Regions from separate parts of the Sus scrofa genome. Here region 2 is linked to region 1. The links are chromatin contacts, called in public Hi-C maps. All regions are on one chromosome and are shown on one strand. Each heading gives the region's core, a stretch centred on a gene start, on an enhancer-like site or on the middle of the called end of the contact. The rest is flanking DNA. Distances are from core to core; before and after follow the strand shown.

What was found. A called contact is a pair of places that touch in the nucleus more often than the background predicts.
Region 2: a Hi-C map of retroperitoneal adipose tissue shows a contact between it and region 1, with 2.6 times the contacts expected there. The contact joins two enhancer-like sites. A contact is called at or near these places in 1 of 5 promoter capture datasets (liver), 14 of 47 Hi-C or Micro-C datasets (embryonic fibroblasts, epiblast stem cells, fetal skeletal muscle and 7 more) and 2 of 2 datasets of contacts at active chromatin or transcription factors (alveolar macrophages and skeletal muscle).

Annotation. Positions count from the first base shown.
Region 1 is chr1:147,483,960-147,486,659 of Sscrofa11.1, reverse strand. No RefSeq gene overlaps it. Among named protein-coding and RNA genes, the nearest start is that of GALR1, 19 kb to the right of the region's middle. Within about 2 kb of position 1,254, at least 3 of the 83 cell types and tissues checked have an H3K27ac peak or open chromatin away from gene starts, as enhancers often do. A contact at or near this core is called in retroperitoneal adipose tissue, where this site is marked.
Region 2 is chr1:147,660,167-147,662,963 of Sscrofa11.1, reverse strand. The region is part of intron 2 of MBP (myelin basic protein); the gene reads right to left. Among named protein-coding and RNA genes, the nearest start is that of MBP, 12 kb to the right of the region's middle. Within about 2 kb of position 1,348, at least 23 of the 83 cell types and tissues checked have an H3K27ac peak or open chromatin away from gene starts, as enhancers often do. A contact at or near this core is called in retroperitoneal adipose tissue, where this site is marked.

The DNA of each region.
Region 1 (2,700 bases), core at 5-2,504:
ACGCTCGATCTTTAACCCACTGAGCAAGGGCAGGGACCGAACCCGCAACCTCATGGATCCTAGTCAGATTCATTAACCACTGCGCCACGACGGGAACTCCAGGAAATTCTTTTATTCCTAGTTTGTTGAGTGTATTTTCAGTCATTAAAGAGGGTTTAATTTTGACAAATGCTTTTTCTGCCCACTTTGCTGTTTGTGCGTGACCTCCACAACAGATGCACAGTGACCAATCACCAACAGGGACTGAAAGAAGCAATGTGATTGGTCGCTGACCACAAGGCACATCTTATTTATGCAGTGATTTGTGGACTGAAGAGCATTAGTGATATTTGCCCTTCATACAGTTACTCACATTTCATTGTTCGCAGTAACTGAAATTTGAATTGGGTTTTAGTTTCGATGGTTAATTTTATGTGTCAGGTTGGCTAGGTCATGGTACCCAGGTATTGGTCAGAGGCCAATCTATATGTTATTGTGATGGTATTTTTTAAGTTGAGATTAACAGTTACATCATTGGAGTTTTGAGTAAAGCAGATTGCATTCCACAGTGAGGGTGGGCCTCGTCCAATGAGCTGAAAGTTCAAGAGGAAAAGCCGAGGCTCCAGGAGAAGGGATTCTGCCTCCGGCTATCTTCAGACTTGCCTGCAATGTCTGCTTTTCCCTGATTCTCCAGCTTGCCAGCCTGCCCTGCAGAGTTTAGAATTGTCAGCTCCTAGATTATATGAGCCAGTGCCTAAAATAAAACACATGTCTCTTTTCCTCTCTCTCCATTCTTCTACCTCTACATCTACACACACACACACACACACACACACACACACACACACACATGCACGCACAAATATAAGCATACACATGTGCCCACATCCTCCTGACTCTGTTTCTCTAAAGGGCCCTGGTTAATACACGGGGGGCGCTGATGTGTAAAGTGTGGTGCCTGACACTTGCGCATAGCAGACCATATAAAGCAATGACTTCCTGTGTCATCTTTGATTTGTTCTTCCAAACTGGGAGAAATGTTCAGAGGCTTCCACTTAGCCTTCCCACTCTGATGGCACCAACCTCACCGACAAAGGCACTGATGGAGGCCTCGGCCCTCTGAGGGGGGACTCAGGGGACACCCCACGTCCCAGCTGTGTACGGGATGCTGGGCGTGGACGGCAGGGGCGTCACCATAAATGGCAGTGGTGCAGACGGCTGTAGATGCAGAACCTGGTTCTCTGGCTGTACTGGAGAGGAGGGGATCTGGACGCGGCAGAGCCAGGGGTGTGCGTGTTCACTGGAGGCCAAGGGAGAGCGATGATCTCGGTGAGGAGCACGGCTTGGAGTCTTATTAAGCCGCAGGGAGTCATCAGCTACTTGGTGCCAAGATTGTGCTGAGAGCAACATAGTCAAATAAGTACTACTTCTTTCCAAAGTAAACTTCTCAGTTAAGTATTTTTTATATTATTTTAACTATTCAGATAAATACTTTTGACAGATAAAGGTTTTTCGGGGATTGACGCTGGCTTTTGGTTTTTAGAAACATCCCCGCCATCAGTAACCACCCGGTTCAGTACGTTGTTTGCACTTCTCTAGAAATTTCTTTGGAACGAACTCAAGGGGGCGCTATAGAACCACTATCGAAAAAGAGCCGGCGGATGGTCTGTCTGTTTTTGTGTGTCATAGAGGCATATTTCAGAAAAATCAGAATTATCCTCTGCTGGCTTTGTCGTGGCAACTACAGATTCAGGGCGTTTTATCAGCTGGGATTGGTGAGTTGTTTGTCAGAGCAGGCAATGAATAGCAATTGATTATATTGGTACCTAGAATAATATTTGAAACTTACAGAATAATTGAACATTTCTTTTTTTATCATTAAAACATTACAAAATATCCACTCAGTTAATAAAATCACACAGTATACGGTTATTTAGTAAAATGTGGAGGATCCCATTGTGCTTTCCCCAGAGGATGGCCTGGGTCCTTCCATATTCACGTACAGACGTGGCTGTAAACATGTAGAAATATTTATGTTCATATATGAGATTTTTTTAAAAACGTGACCAGGCTATACATACTGTCTTGTAAATAGATTTTTTTTTTACTAAGTATATTTCTTGCTGCATTCTCTGTTAGCACAGACTTGGATATGTCATCTTAGTATTTTTCAGTACGCCTTTCCAGTGGGCAGATGGAAGGCCATAGAAGGCATGTATCATAATTACTTTTTCCAGCATAATTTGGTTAGGCATTTAGATAATCTCCAATTTTCTTACTGTTACAAAGTACAGCAGTGAGCATCCTTTCCTATGAAGTCGTTGACCTTTAGTTATTTCTGTAGGAATGACTCCTGAAAGAGGGACAGCCCACTTTGAATCATTGCCCTCACTGAGATCACTCATGAGGCTTATTTCAGAAAAAGGCATGGCCTTTCTTACAATTTACTCTTCCAGCTGAAGTTTAGAACCGTTTTTGTCAAGCTCCCCCATCACTCACCTACAACTCCAAAGACGTTTCGATTGAACGTGCACTGAAATTACAGATTAATTTGGCGGGGGGGGGATTACTAAAGAGGGCTGTCACCATTGTTGTCTGTTGTCTTTTTACACCTGCGTCTAGATACTTGGCATATACAAAGAAATGAGTTCATAAGAAAGCTATGCTTTCTTGTTAATCTTATGTTGAACTACTTTATTTTTTTTATTGAAGTAGAGTTGA
Region 2 (2,797 bases), core at 99-2,598, 180 kb before region 1:
CTTTAACCTATTTGGTTAAAGACTGTAAAACGGTCTCCCTTTTACTGAATTGCCGGTGATAAGGTACCCTCAACAGAGTAAGACCTGGATCAGGAAAATGGTTTTTTTCTTGTGAAAGTGGTTATAAAACTAAATGGGCTTCTATATTGTTTTCTTGGTATTTAAGAATGATGAAACGCAGTTCACTAGGAAACGGATAGACGTTTTCTGCCCTTTTCCCCTTGCTTCACGCTTCTTTCATGGCTTATAAAGATCCTTTCCATCCTTAGAAATCTTGTGGAAGTGATTTGGCCTCCTGATGGGCTTCCTGACAGAGGCAGTAGCAGAGCTTGTGCTGAAGAGCCAGGCTTTGGAAAGAAAGGTTGGGAGCTTTCCTCCCCACCTTGGTGGCAACTCTGGCCCAGGTACTGAACTAGATGCCAATAAAATTAATGTTACGGACTACAACAGGTGTCCCAGATGTCACCAGCTTGCAGCAGAAGTGGTACGCCTGGCTGGAAACTGTCGGAGCTATGCTGCTTCTCCCTTGCAGAGCTGGTGCTGATAACACGGCGTGCGACCCCCAACCTCTGGCCATTCCCAGAAATCGCTGGACGAGGAGATTCTCTTGGGTCTTTTGGCCACGCTCCTAGGTTTGCTTATTTGTTTTTCAGAGGAAGTAGTTGCTCTGTTTCTGGTCAAACAGCTTCTAATGTGCCTTGGGAGTTAATGCTAGAGTTTTTCTGGCAAGGTCCCGGCATTTGGATTTCACAATCTGGAGAGAACTGCCTTGTGTCTGAATGGTATATGCAATCTGCTCTGTGTTTTTGCCCTTGGCAAGTCGAAGACTATGTTTGCTTCTGAATCATTGACTCGAATGATTTTAATTAAAGCCCGAGGCCTTTCCCTTCTTTAGAGAAAGCTGTGCAATGTCAGCAGCAGGATTTTCTCAATCACGGGAGCGATTCGCAGGCAGACCTTTGACTTGGGTGGAGATTTTAGGTGACCTGGTGACTGTTCTCGCAATGCATTTCTTCTCAGCTACCGGAAATGGAGAAGGCTGGTGGGCATAGTGGTGGCTGGCGGGGCAGCCTGTGTGTCAGGGCTGTTTCTGGTGCTCGTTTCAGCCTGGACAGGTTTTCAAGTTGGAGAGTTTCCTCCCTGAGCAAATTGTCCAGCTGAAGGCTGTGGGCGGCCAGGGGCAGGTTGGCTTCTGCTTTCCTTTGCCATGTTTCATCTGAAACGAGGAGACCCAGGATCCCGGCCTTCTCAGACAAATGGGTTTGATGCCCTCGGCTTGGTGTCAGAGGCCTCCTGGCAAGGACCAACTGCAATCTCCTGGGATGCAGGCATGAGATCACCCCGGGCACAGGAAGACAGGAAGTCAGTGTCACATGTCACAGCCCTTGGGTCTGCTCCTTCAGTGAACACTGAAGGAAGGCTGTGTGTTTTTCGAAGGGGCTTGAACTCCCGATGGGGGGGCCTCTGAGGCCTGGTAGTGAGGCCGGAGCTGGAAGCTTCTGTCAGGGTGGTGAGGATGCCTTTTCCTCTTGGCAGCCCGCCCTCCGGCTGATGCACCCGCCCAGGCCAACCTGCCCAGTGGCCTCTGTGAAGATCCATCCACAATTTCCATGGCCAGGCAGCCCTCACTTGTCTGAGGCAACCCCTCCTTCCTTGGCCTGGGAAGCCTGGGAGAGCTCACAAAGACACACAGGCACATCTTTACTGCAGAAAGGGCTTACCTCTGTTTCCCAAGCTCAGGGCTGGTGCCGAGAGCGAGGCTCTTGAATGTGGGTCTGGAAGTTTCTGTCTATCACCTTCTGCAATGGCGGGAGGCAGGGTTGGATGTTGGCCTTAACCTCTCCACTTCTTTCCTGGCTCCCAGGCACCCATTTTTAAAGACCTCAATGTGTCCAAAGTATGTGAAAGACTTCCCAGCAAGAAAATCAAGCTAAGACCTCAACAGAGGTGCAAAGCAAACAACACCCAGGACGACTTTGCTGTCTTGGAGTTCCATGTCTCCTTGTGCAGGATGACGGTGCATAGTTAAGGGATGCACAGTCAGGAATATCTGTTTTGGAAGGAAAAGCCAAGCAGCCACAGGCTTTCCAGCAAGTGAAGGCTGAGGGCCTCGTGCTGCTGCCATGGGAAGCAGCCCTTCTGCCGGCAGAATAGAACACCGGCCTGGCCCCAGGGGAGGCCAGAACTTGATCTGTTCTGTGTCCCCACAGCTAGACCTCCAGGGCCCATCAGGATCACCCAGTTCTGGCCACAGCCATATACTTGGAAATCAGAAGGACATGGATGCAGAAAACCTGACGATGAAGCAGGAAGAAAGCCTCTGGAAGCTGCCCCCCGACCCTTGTGTGAGGGATTCCTGGGGGCTGGGGCTGTGCTTCTCATGAGCAGAACAAGATCCTACAGCCTGAGGCATGAGGGTCACCCCAGCACGTCGGCCATCTGCACGGTTACGAAAGTTCCTGAGATTTGAAGAAAAGGCCAGTGGAGACACATGCAGTCAGACTCTGACACTTGTACTTTCTGGCCAAGAAACAGGCCAGAGAGCAGAAACCCTCAGTCCCAAGGCCGCAGCTACGGGCAGGATGTGGCCTCCCAGGGCCTGTGCTCTGCGGCTCCTGGGCTCTGTGGGAGGTGGGCTTGAGGCGCCCTGCTGGCCAGGGCTGGGGCTCTGCCTCCTGGTTCTCTTCAGCACCATGGGCCCTGGGGCCTCAGCCAGACAAAGGGTTCCTTTAGCTGTTGCTGTGGCTTTGCAGGAAGGAAGGAGGCTCAGAGCAGATACAGGGCGCTGAGCGGCAGA